3 separate regions of the Mus musculus genome follow, and regions 2 and 3 are each linked to region 1. The links are chromatin contacts, called in public HiChIP or PLAC-seq maps. All regions are on one chromosome and are shown on one strand. The core of a region is the stretch at or near the end of the contact, and the rest is flanking DNA. Distances in the headings are between cores, read along the strand shown. Region 1 has its middle 48 kb from the start of Gm42016. Region 2 has its middle 19 kb from the start of Tbx3os2. Region 3 overlaps Tbx3os1 (T-box 3, opposite strand 1).

Evidence for each region. HiChIP or PLAC-seq counts read pairs in DNA pulled down with a chosen protein or histone mark.
Region 2: a contact with region 1 is called in an H3K27ac HiChIP or PLAC-seq map of embryonic stem cells, with 5 times the contacts expected there. The contact joins two enhancer-like sites. A contact is called at or near these places in 1 of 15 datasets of contacts at CTCF or cohesin (embryonic stem cells) and 8 of 115 datasets of contacts at active chromatin or transcription factors (embryonic stem cells and stem cell-derived neural progenitor cells).
Region 3: a contact with region 1 is called in an H3K27ac HiChIP or PLAC-seq map of embryonic stem cells, with 9 read pairs. The contact joins two enhancer-like sites. A contact is called at or near these places in 7 of 39 promoter capture datasets (the 3T3-L1 cell line, 3T3-L1-derived adipocytes, the HPC-7 cell line and 4 more), 3 of 484 Hi-C or Micro-C datasets (embryonic fibroblasts, nephron progenitors and uterus), 12 of 115 datasets of contacts at active chromatin or transcription factors (craniofacial prominence, embryonic forebrain, embryonic limb bud and 6 more) and 3 of 9 other capture datasets (embryonic stem cells, embryonic tail and embryonic trunk).

Annotation. Positions count from the first base shown.
Region 1 is chr5:119,372,062-119,376,225 of GRCm38.p6, reverse strand. No RefSeq gene overlaps it. Among named protein-coding and RNA genes, the nearest start is that of Gm42016, 48 kb to the right of the region's middle. Within about 2 kb of position 1,990, at least 8 of the 459 cell types and tissues checked have an H3K27ac peak or open chromatin away from gene starts, as enhancers often do. A contact at or near this core is called in embryonic stem cells, where this site is marked.
Region 2 is chr5:119,707,928-119,712,091 of GRCm38.p6, reverse strand. No RefSeq gene overlaps it. Among named protein-coding and RNA genes, the nearest start is that of Tbx3os2, 19 kb to the right of the region's middle. Within about 2 kb of position 1,786, at least 19 of the 459 cell types and tissues checked have an H3K27ac peak or open chromatin away from gene starts, as enhancers often do. A contact at or near this core is called in embryonic stem cells, where this site is marked.
Region 3 is chr5:119,655,739-119,659,902 of GRCm38.p6, reverse strand. All of the region lies in intron 1 of Tbx3os1 (T-box 3, opposite strand 1), which reads left to right. Gm16064 (a long non-coding RNA gene) reads right to left here. Exons shown (of 2, transcript XR_878735.2): 2 at 641-886. Among named protein-coding and RNA genes, the nearest start is that of Gm16064, 12 kb to the right of the region's middle. Within about 2 kb of position 1,917, at least 6 of the 459 cell types and tissues checked have an H3K27ac peak or open chromatin away from gene starts, as enhancers often do. A contact at or near this core is called in embryonic stem cells, where this site is marked.

The DNA.
Region 1 (4,164 bases), core at 741-3,240:
TGCCAGGCAACTGAGTTAGATACCCAGGAAGCTGCATTAAGATGGGAGGAGAGAGAACTTCACAAAGTTGTTCTCTGATGCCCACATGCGAACTGTGGTGTATGCATCTCCTCATCATAATCTCTCTCTCACTCTTGCTCTCTCTCTCTCTCACTCTCTCTCTCTCTCACACACACACTCACACATGAGAGAGAGAGACAGAGAGAAGAGAAGAGAAGAGAAGAGAAGAGAAGAGAAGAGAAGAGAAGAGAAGAGAAGAGAAGAGAAGAGAAGAGAAGAGAAGAGAAGAGAAGAGAAGAGACAGGGAGGGGAGGGGAGACAATGGAGAAGGAGACCGCAATGGGGAGGGGGAGGGAACTGGGACGGAGAGAGAGAAAAAAGTCTAATAGTCCAAATACAAATGTAAGGTAGAATATATCACCACCCAGGCACCCTGCTTGGGTTATTTCACTCAGTATGCACCTGTAAAGGTTGATGTGGCCAGTCTCATCTTGCCAGAGGGAGGGAGATGCTGAGGCTTATACAAGTGATCAAGATCATCTGGTTAGGAACAGCCCAGGCTATCTTAATAGCTTCCTTCGGTCAACCCTAACTCTTATTAAAACGATATTGTTAACTTTAAGACTCACCTCTGTAGCTTGTGTTATTGCATAGCTAACATTCATAGCCATGAATATTTCTCTTCTACTGAGGGCGAAGACTATTCCCTCACATCTGTGAGTTTGGACCTGGGTAGAACTTGCATTGGTCCACACAGTACAAGGAGGTACAGGTTGAGCAGGGATGTTGAACATACTTAGCTTTGAGCTCTCTTTAAGCTACAGTGAAAAGGAGTGACCCGCCCTCACCATGTGTGTGTGTGTGTGTGTGTGTGTGTGTGTGTGTGTGTGTAGATGCACACATATGTGGAAGCCAGAGGATAACCTTGGGTACCCCTATCCCCACCCTACACAACCAGGATACAAGGGCTATGATGCACCTGTCTCCACCTCCCAGGCCAGGATGAGGAGTAAGTACCAATATATCCAGCCTTTTCTTTCTTTTTAATATCGGTTCTGGGTGTCAACCTTAGGTCCTCATTCACACAAAGCAAGCACTTTACTAGATGAGCCATCAACAAGCTGGACCATTCCTCTTATATCCAGCAAAGACGTTGGTCGCCAAGCAAAGCCCCACCTCAGCCCCACCCAAGGTCATTACAGACTCTCTTGTAAAACTTAAATGCCCATTGCTGTCAGCTGTTGGTTTGTAGAATGGCTTGTTATGCAACATTATTGTGGTAATAGCTGACTAATACACTCTCTCTTACAGTGTGTGGGAAGAAGGCAAAGTGGCCACTGGTTTCTTATTTCTTACATTTATTTGTAATATACGTAATGTACATATATTATGTACGTAAACTTTTTTTTTTTGGCATGCTTAGTCAGGAGAGCGGGAGTGAATCTTCAGAGACTTCAAGGGACATAATTGTCTCTTGGCCTGGAGACATAGGCCTGGGAATTAGAGATGCTTGAACTATATACCCTCAGACCTGACTCACACACACTGTCTGGGTACCAGGAGGTCATTTTTCCTTCATGGCTTTAATTTATTTTTCTATTAAAGCCTTTGAATCAGAATGACGATAGTTCATAGCAGCCCACTTAGATTTTTTTAGTGATGCTTGCTTCAAATACTTAACAAACGTAGAGGATGGATCCAGGCATAGGATGAACACTCTGTGATTGATTATTGATGTCTGCCACGAACGCAGGTTGTTGTTTTGTTTTGTTTTGATTCATTGTCCAATCTACAGCAGAGGATCTCAGAGTCTAAGAAGGCAGACAGTTGTCCTTATACCCTGACGGAGTTTGAGTTTGAGTGGGGTGGGAAATGAGATCTCCTGTGAACAGTTAAAAGCGGGGGTGGAGGCGGGGGATAGAGTTCACAGACAGTGCGAGGTCATGGCGACCCTTTTGTAAAATTCCTTGCATTTCCGCAGAGGGGTGTCTATGGCGAGTCGCAGCTGCGAGGGTAAAGCACACACCCATGGGCCCACCAAATGCTGGGGGATCTGAACTCACAAAGGCTGGGGCTTTAAGCATTAAAACTGATCCAGGAGCTTTTCCGAGACTGTGAGGGAGGCTGCCAGCTTTGGGTCTTTCAAGGCAGGTGCAACATTTTCTCATGTTGGGGTGACGGGTACCATTTGGTCAATAACATAAAAGCGCCCAACCTGTGGCCAATCGGCGCTAAGCAAGAATCAAAGCAGAGACATGCAGCCCTCCACACGCGCATGCGCGGCCTGTTGACTGTGGGGATGTGATTGGCTGCTCGCAGGTGTTGGTTTTGGACACCCACCCCTTTCTAAATCCATGCCTACACCTGGCATGGCAGTTCTGTCTGCAGCTCCTGGATTAGTCACTAAGCATCATATTTAAAATGTTTAGAGAACACGGATTCAAAGATTAATCTGCTCGCAGGATGCTTTTGAGAAAGCCATCGGCTTTTTTTTTCTTTTTTCTTTTCTTTTCTTTTTTTTTTTTTTTGTGATCTGCTTCTCAGAGTTCAATGTGACCACCTGCTTGTTTGCTGTCACCTTGTGTCTGGCCGCTGTGATGTGTTCCAAGGCAAGAGGCAGATGGAAGGAGTGATTGCTAGGATGGAAGCGCCCTCCAGCCAAGCATGTCTGGGAATAGCATGGAGCAAGGAGGAGAAATATGACACCCGTTATGTCATTTGCTCTTCGGGGTTTTGGGGTTTGTTGTTGTTGTTGTTGTTTTGTTTTGTTTTGTTTTGTTTTGTTTTGAAATGGAGTCTCATGTATTTCAGACCGGTCCTCAACTCTCCATTGTAGCTGAGGATGATCTTGAACTTCTAACCCTTCTGCTGCCACCTCCTAAGTGATGAGATTACAGATATTCAGTAGGTCCCGTTCACCCTCTATATACATTTTGATGGTGTGGTAGAATATAGATAGGTGAGTGTTGGTTACCCAGAATGCAGATGAAGGATAGGGGGATGAGGGGACGTGACTGATATCCTTTCCCGACATGCAATGCGTCTAGTTCCTATGTTTACTTATTCCTAACCATGGCTCCTGGGTCACTGATTACTGTTTGCAGGGGTGATTCGGTGAAGTCTCGGATCTGCAACAAGCTCAGCTCTTTCTTAAACAGAATGAAAACGACCTGGAACACATCACAGAGGCCAGACACAAAGTGTCAGCAAACAAGCGGGTGGTATAGTTGAACTCAGAGGAGCAGACCACAAAACAGCAGCAGCAACAGCAACAGCAACAACAACACAATGAATAATTACTGTTGACTGACCACTTACTATGTCACTGAGGCCCAGTTTGCCTTCAGATTCTATAAGGGCTAGTCTGATGGCTCACACCTTTAACCCCAGTACTTGGGAGGCAGAGGCAGACAGATCTCTGTGAGTTTGAGGCCAGCCTGGTCTATATAGTGAGTTCCAGAACAGCCAGGGATGTATAGTGAGATATTGTCTCAAAAGTCAAAGAAAGGGATTAGATTACAATCCCACCAATTCATGTTCCTTCGTGGAGAACAATAAAAACCACTTACTGGCACTTGTTTTGGATGCCCATTGCAGGAAAAGGCATGTCGTTATTGGTGAGTTCATCTCAATAGAAATTCTGTAAGCTGAGTCCAGCTATTGTTCCTATTACTGAGGCCACAAAACTGAGGTTCACTGGGATCCTGTTTACTTGCCTGAGATCACTCAGACCTACTTGTGCAATTGATTGTTTAGTGACATAAAGGGCTGATTTTCTTCACTGAATTGTCCAAAGTGTATCAGCTAGCTATTGCTTCAACTCTCGATAGCATGTAACAGCAAGCATTTGTTCTACCTGTATCTGCTTGCTCACCAGGGCATCTCTGTTGACTTTACTGTGAAGATCCAGGCTGGGCTCAGCCAGAGGGCTTTTCATTTCAAGTTTTAAGCTCCCAGGTCCAGCTGGGATGCTGCGATCTGTGTGTTTTGGGCAGTGGTCTAACCAGGACTTTGGTATCCTTGGGAGTGAAGGGTGTGTGTGTGTGTGTGTGTGTGTGTGTGTGTGTGTGTGTGTGTGCGTGTGTAGTTGTGTTGTGTAATGAATTTCAAGTCCTTTCTTGTATACGGTCTGTTAAGATTTCACTGGTTGAAACAGTGACAGAG
Region 2 (4,164 bases), core at 537-3,036, 340 kb before region 1:
TATGGTGGCTACTTTACAACACCATGGGAGAGTGGATTGAGACCAGTGAGGTTGGTAGATCTTTAATCCTAGGACTTGGGAGACAGAAAAAAATTCAGGTGAGAAGCACAAACACTCTCAAGTGACCAGAGCCACCTGAGCAGTAAGAGCACTGCTGGCTCCAAACACTGGATCTCAAATTATACTACGTAGTTAGAGCAGCACAAGATTTGACTTTCTCAATGTTCAACTATGCATCGTGTTCATGCAGTGCCCATGGGGGCCAGAAGAGGGTGCAACGTCACCTGAAACCTGAGTTACAGATGGTTGTCCCCTGTCGTGTGGGTGCTGTGAATCCAGGTCCTCTGGGAGAGCAGCCAGCACTCTTAACCACTGAGTCATCTCTCTAGACCCTTGGTTTTGGGGTTTTGTTTTGTTTTGTTTATGACAGGGTCTCCTTATGTAGTCCTGGCGGGCTTGGACACCTGTCTCTGCCTAGACAGTGCAGGGATTAAAATGTGTGACATCGCCGTGCCCTCTTCTGGCCTCCTCCAGCACCAGGTAGCCACGTGCTACCCAGGCAGAAGATCTATACACATACACATACACATAAAGTCAAATAATAATTTTAAGATATTTTAGGGGAAAAATGGTAAAGCAATCGGGGTGTGGAGACTGAGGCAGGAGGATTGTAAGACTGAGCACTGCCTGGATATATTGGAGTTGTGGAGGGGTAGTAAAAAAGTAAGACGACCTGAGATCAAATCCCAGCACCAGTGTAAAAAGCACTGGGGACAGAGACAAGCAGATATGTCCCAGGAGGTCAATGTCCAATTAATTAATTAATCAATTAATTTTGTCTATGTGTGCATGAGTATGTGTACCACTGGACCCGAGTGAAGATCAGAGGTCAAGTTATGAGAGTCTTGCCTTCCACCATGTGGGTCCTAAGGATTGAATTCAGGTCCTCTGGCTTGGTGGCAAGCACCTTTATCCACTGAGCCACCCCCTGGCTTGTCCAGGGATTTTGTTTCATGTTCCTCTCCACCTCATCCCCTTTGGTAGCTCTTGTTTGAGCTTTTGTTTTGTTTTCTGCTAGGGACTGAAGAAGGGACTCCAGACCTCAGGCATGCTAGGAAAGCACTCTACCACTGGGCTGCGCTCTCGGCCTCTCTTACCCGCTAGGTCTAGGTCTTTCTGCGGAGGCACCACATCTGAGCACTGCATTTTACAGAGGAGAATTGGCGGCTCAGAGGATGACCTTGTTTGCCCCAGGTTCCATGGTCGATGGACATCCGAGAAAATAAAAGGTTGCTTCTCCCCTATTCCAGAGATGACTCCAGTTCACTGTAAGCAGAAAAAAGAAAGAAAGAAAGAAAAAAGAAAGAGAGAAAGAAAGAGAGAAAGAAAGAGAGAAAGAAAGAAAGAAAGAAAGGAAGGAAGGAAGGAAGGAAGGAAGGAAGGAAGGAAGGAAGGAAGGAAGGAAGGAAGAACTCAACCTAGTCTAACCGATAGCGGACTGTACTCTCTGTCACGGTGAAGATGTTTTTAAAGCAAACAAACAAACAAAATAAAAGAGCAAACAAACAACACACACACACACACACACACACACACCCCAAACCAAAAATAAAAAATAAAATAAAAACTTCATTCAATGTTTATTTAGTTATCCAGTGTTGAGCCAACCTAGGGCCTTGCGCCTGCGCACAGGTTTTCTACTGCTGAGTCACACCTACAAGCGGACATGGGATGGGATTCAGGTGATTGTGATCACGAGACTCTAAATTCAATTCCCAGCCTCGTCCTAGTCAGGGAGCGGGCTCTCTCTGCATCTGGACCAACCACTGTAAAAGACTAAGAAGCAGAAACAGGGAGGCGTCTCCGGGAGGTATGAATTGGGGTGGAGGCGTGGGTGGGGCCTGCGGTCCACGTTTAACCTGGTTTTCTGCCAGACTTAAGACTGAAGCTGAGAGGGAGACGGTACCGAAAGCGGGGAGGCCCTGAGGCTGGAGACTACCCTCTAGTCCTTCAGGAAAAGGAATTTGCTGTGCTAAGTCCCCGAGGCCAGAGGGGGACCCTGAGAGTCAGGCGCTAGGAAATCAATCCAGTGTCCTCTGCTTGTGTTGCAAACAAACAAGATTAGCAAATCAAAGCCCTAGCTTTCTTACTGAAGCAGTCCTGCCCCAGGGGGAGGATCCACTAGAAAGTGCTAATCCACGGACAACCTCGGCTTCTTTTACCTCCAACTGTGTGAGTAGGGAGCTACCCACCCTCTCTGTGACTCAGTTTCCTTGGGCTTAAAAAGGATATCATTGGGCTGGTGAGATGGCTCAGTGGGTAAGAGCACCCGACTGCTCTTCCGAAGGTCCAGAGTTCAAATCCCAGCAACCACATGGTGGCTCACAACCATCTGTAACGAGATCTGATTCCCTCTTCTGGAGTGTCTGAAGACAGCTACAATGTACTTACATATAATAAATAAATAAATCTTTAAAAAAAAAAAGGATATCATTGTAGGAAACCACTTTGTAAACTTTTTAAAAAGAATTTAAAATAACGTTGCCGGGGTTTTGTTGAGCACTTACAAGCGCGCCTTTCGAACCTGGCTCAGCCATAGAGCAATGCGCTGGAATCCTCTGCAGAAGAGCTGGGGCTGGGTTTCAGTGGTAGAGCTAAACTCAGAGCACTGATTTAGAAATCCGCTATGGTGGTGTGGCACCCTGGGGCTGTGGCTCTGGGGCAGAGTGCTTACCTAGGATGTGCAGGATCTCGAGTTCGAGCCTCAGCACTAGGACATGAACTCAACTCCCCCCACCCCGTATAGAAAGGACCTAATTTCTGCATCCATATTTTGTGTATCGTGTGGCTCACAACTGCCTTTGTGGGTAGTGAGTGTGCAGATGCATAACTAAATAAAAACAAATCTGGCTCTGTACTCAGAGCACGGTGTGTGTGTGTGTGTGTGTGTGTGTGTGTGTGTGTGTGTGTGTGTGAGAGAGAGAGAGAGAGAGAGAGAGAGAGAGAGATCCCAGCACCCATTTGATGGCTCACCAGAATCTGGTGCCCTCTTCTGGCCTCCATGGGTACTGCATGTGCGTGTGTATAACACACACACACACACACACACACACACACACACCCACACACGAAGGCAAACACTCACACATAAAGACATAAAGTCAGATCTTTAAATATGGCATCCTACTGAGGAATAGTCAACTATGTTAGAGAATAGTAATTGATAATTTTAAAAAAAAGGTGGGAGATCCGCCTGGAAACAGGGGAACCACACTTTACAATAACAACAGAACAATTCGTAGTAACAATCGAATTGATGAGTACGTTTCAAAATACTTTTCTTCTAGGATAGTTGCTTGGCTTACACTCCTAAATTGGGGGGCAGGAGGAGAAGGCAGAGAGGTGGACCCCCATTATTAACCCAGCTTCACACTGTTAGGAAAGGTGATGTAACCTATACAGCAAGAGCATGCAGATATAAATGCACAGAATAGTGACCAGGATCTGGAAACAAATGTACAGGCTTTTGCACATCTAACCACGTACAACCAGATACACCTGACCCTCTGGTCACTTTCTATGTAATTGTATGGTGCAGACAGCTGAATGTGTGTCTCTCTGACCACACTGAATGCAGAGCAAAGGCTGATGAGGGCGTGCCATCTGGGCAAATGCTTAAAGAAGACTTTTTTTGCGAAACTAGACTCCCCGAGGATCCAGAAAGACTCGCTAGTCTCCCCCCAGCAATAAGCAAAAACCTAAAGGGTAGAAGGCACCCCAATTCAAGGGAATTCCTAGACCTTCCACCTCAAACCCAGCTGCTGATTCCCTGGGGTACACAGGCTAGGAACCCTGATGTTGTCATTTAAGGATGCCTTTCTCCACGACGGGCTAGCCTGAGCTGCACAGTGAGACCCTGGCTTTCCTTCCCTGCCTTCTGTATTTGTAAGGAACATACTGTGTGGCCGTCCAGAGAGCCAGGTTCAGGGACGTCTTGGGAAGGTGTCACTGCCCCCTGCTCGCAGCAACCTCCTGCTCACTCTTCTTCTGTCTGTTCTTTTAGCGAAGGGAGCAACAGAGAGACAGAAATATATCGACCTGGGCAGAAGGTGCCCATAGAGAAGATCCTTCTGGAATCACACTGGTGTGAGGCTGAGATCTCTC
Region 3 (4,164 bases), core at 668-3,167, 280 kb before region 1:
ATAGGCATAAAATAAACAAGTAAATAAATATTTTTAAAACAACTTTAAACCTCAGGCTAAAAGTGGCTCTTGTCATCCCAACACTCAGCAAACAGGGTCAGGAGGACCCTTGCAAGATCTTGGTTTGCCTGGTCTACACAGGGACTTTGAAGCCAGGCAGGGCTACACATCAAGATTTTGTCACAAAACCAATGCAAGAGAGAAGCTTGGTCTACCACATTGGAAGACTTCAAACACGTGCTAGGACTTGATTTACAGAGCAGGAGAGGGAGGGAGGGAGGGAGGGAGGGAGGGAGAGAGAGAGAGAGAGAGAGAGAGAGAGAGAGAGAGAGAGAGAGAGAGAGAGAGAGAGAGAGAGAGAGAGACTGTCTCACTCACTCACAGAGCTTCTGTGGTCTGGGAGTGGCAGGGAGGGAGACCTGGCTTTCCTATCAGTTTTATCAGAGCCAGGTTTTTAGAAAGTAGTCATTCGAGGATGAAAAGAATGTCAAAGAAGACACAGAGACTAAAAGGGGAATACTCATTTGGGCTGCCTGTGGTGGTACATGCTGCTGAGGCAGGAGGATTACAGCAAGTTGGAGACCTGCTTGGGCACTATAGCAAGAATAAGCAACAACAACAACACAACAAAAGAATTGTGTCTAGTTCCAAAAATACATTTTAAGGGAATTAGTGCTTCTCCAAATGGATTCTAATGTGCAAAACAAGTCCAGGAAAAACAAACCTATTTTGAGATGATAGAAATGAAGCTTGGTGTAAGTGCTGGAAAACCCGGGTTTCCACAAGTGTTTGCTGAGTACATTCTAACTCCCGAACACTGCACACCATTCTGGAAGCTCATGGGAGGAAGGGTTCCTTCCAGGTTGGCCGTCCTGAGTTTTCTTTGCTGGGGTTAAAAAAGAATACATTTTAGCCCATTTTGAAGACAAGAAAACAGAAGATCTAGGAAGCAGGGGGTGGAAGGAGACAGTTAACTCCAAGGTCTTAAAAAAGGTAGCACTAGACAGTGGCAAGGTGACGCTACGCAGGTTTTCAGTCCTAGGAAGGTTAGCTGCTGGGAACTTCGGAAACTAGGTCCAACAGCCAGGTCCCCACAGGGTGAAGGGCACTGGCAGGCATCACCATTCGTACTTCTCCAGAACTGCTAGCTTCCAGAATTGAGATCTAACTGCTTCCACTCAGTGTGAGCTCTTTGCTTCTGAGTGGATTGAGACCTCCTCCCAAACCTCTAAGGAGGCTCACTCCACAGCACCGCTGTTGAAATAGCACCCGCCAAGGAATCCCATAATCCTTTTCCCCACTCCCTGTCAGTCCCACTCCCCATCAGTGTCCCAATGCCTTAGACCGCTTTCCAGGTAACGTGAGCCTTGAGTGTTTGTTGATTGGCTGGATAGACTAACTCTCCTTTAATTTTTTTTTTCCAGGAAACACATGAGAAGTTGGTTTATGTGTATGTGTGTGTGTGTTTTGTTTTTTTTTGTTTGTTTGTTTGTTTTTGCTTGTTTGTGAATGAATAAGGGTGAGACTGGTGGATAAGGTAAGAGTGATTTTGATATCTTCTGGTGCCTGAGAAAGCCACTTTCCAGCAGCTTTGGGAAGGAAGGCACTTTGACTTTGTCTATATTTTCGCCCTATACTTCGTTAGGATGATGGATGAGGGAGAGAGCCCACCCCACTGTGAGGTCAACTTAATAGACTGGGATCTTCTCCCTCCACTGAAACTGACAGTTCTTCCTCATGGCTGCCTGCTGGGTTCCACCCAAAAGGTGACTTTTCGTGTCTAGCTCCCAGGAAGCTGAGTGTCCAGTCTAGCTCCATTCTGATGAGCCTTCAGGCAGCCAAGGCTGGGAAATCACATCCCACTCCCATCCTGGATAGAGGGCTTGGCTTGAATGTATCACCTGGTCCTCGGACTTCCCAGACATGGGCAGAGTCCCTCCTTGAATCTCTAGGGTTCCAATCAGACTCTAGACCATCTCAGCTCCCAGTCGCTTACTCAAATAAGTTTTTTTTTTTCCGACAATTATTTGAGAAATTCTCCCGGGAACAGGAATGGCCACAGTTTTCTCACACCTCAGATGCATTTTTGTTGCTCTTCGGAAAAGGCAGGTAATTTCACGGAGAAGCTCATTTGCCCCAGGTAACTTACTGACACACTGGGGCACCTAGAAGCCCGCAGCTGCACAGCCAGTTTCTTCTTGAGCCTTTTTAATCTCAATGGGGATGCTTGGTTGATGACTGGGTATTACCCTCGCCCCCTCGCCCCACCCCCACCCCCATTACTGTAGAATCACTCACTATGCAGCAACCTTGAACTTCCAATCCCCCTGCCTCCATTCCATCTCCCCAGTGCTAGGGATTCGCATGCTGATCAACCCCAGAGTTTCCTGCATACTAGGCATGCACTCTACCAATGGAACCACACCCAAGTTGGTATCTCACTGGCTTTGGGGCTTGGTCCAGGAGAGCTGCGAAATTGGTGGCGGTCAGGGAAGTGGCTGGAGGACAAAACCTAAATTTTGGAAATGGAGATCTTTCAAGATTTTTTTTTAATGTATAGACAAGTGTGTGTGTGTGTGTGTGTGTGTGTGTGTGTGTGTGTGTGTGTGTGTGTGTGCAATCGATATAGTCCAGACAGCACTTCACAAAGGGGCTCCAGGCGGTGCCTCCTCAACACAGCCTCTTACCCACCGCCCGTCGGGAATTAATTGAGCCCTGAAAGAAGGAACCAAGGAGCTCCAGATAATTAGTCAAGAAATGAATCAAGCCCCAGCGGTCTGGCCAGGACTCCTAGGGCGCTGGTTTTGTGCAAGCCCGAATGGGTCACTGGGTCGGTGGGGAGCTGGTCTTAGGCCGGGTGTGGCGCGGCGGGAAGCTCGGCTTGGACGCCTGGGCCCGGCGCCCTGAGCACTGGCTCCTCCTTCCGTCTGTCTGTTTCGGTCTGTTCCCCCCACCCCTGGTTTCTTTCTTCCCCTCTGATCTTGGCCGTCACCCCCCTCTTCTTTCCGGTTCTCTCCAGTTCCCCCCAGACTGGATTGATCGAGGTTCTTGTGAGCCCTAGCCTTAGGCTGGAGGCATCTGGGGATTCGAGATGCTGGGGATGGTCCGAACCCCGAGACTGAGAGGGACCTGCAGGAATGCCACCTCCACCCGCAACTTTGGAGACCAGAGACTGCTATATGTCACTAGATAGAACTCTTCCTTCTTGAGCCATCCGGATCTGAGGTCCAGATCCGAGATCCCAAAGCCCTGGGAAATAATGAAAGATTTTGAAGACATTTGCTAACACTGGCCTGCGAGCTCTCCCTTAAGAACTTACGACCTATATACAGCTCAGTATTTACTGAGGCCTACCAAGTTCCCACTTGACAAGCTCCTTGAACAATTGCTTCAGTGGAGATTTGGGCATTCCAGTCTGAAGCGGGCATCCTGGGCATCCCGGGGAAGGAGGGAAGTGAAACACTCCTCCAATGAGCTCAGAGCACTGGGATCCTTTTTTTCCCTGGAGTCCCATAGCAAAAGAGGGGAAAGGCTGGATGTCTCACTGGCTAGCTGTGCCCTTCCTCCTGCCACTGGTTTCTTAGGGAACTTAAGACACAGGTGTGCTCCTGCCTTAGCCTGATAGCAAATGCTTAGGACCAACAAGAGTGTCCCCAGAATTGTCTTACTGCCTTACCTCCTTTAGATAAGGAACCAGTCTGTCTCTCTGTCTCTCTGTCTGTCTCTCTGTCTGTCTCTGTCTCTCTGTCTCTGTCTCTGTCTCCCCCCCCCCCCCCCACTTCCTCCAAACATCCAGGTAAACTGCCTGAGTCCCTCCTCCTCTCCCGGGATATGCTTAGATACCTATCAAACCCACCCACCCGGGTTGTAGAGGCAACCCTGCTCTCAGACTACAGCCTGAAACAGGTCCTTTTTTTCCCCCCCCCCTTTGATGGTGTGGTTCAAAGCTTCAAGGTGCTTATGCAGCAATAGGGGTAGAGTCCTGCCTCTCACTGGAGGCTCCCCTCACTCCCAAAAGGCTCTGTAGGCTGCAGGCTGCCTCTGTTAGGCTTATAAAGCCAACTGCTTGGAACTTTGGTTTCCCTGTACCTATGGTAGAGGGCAGGACTGGGAGGGGGTGGCTGGTGACCTGACTGCAGTGTGTAGATGAGGTTCAAGACTGGA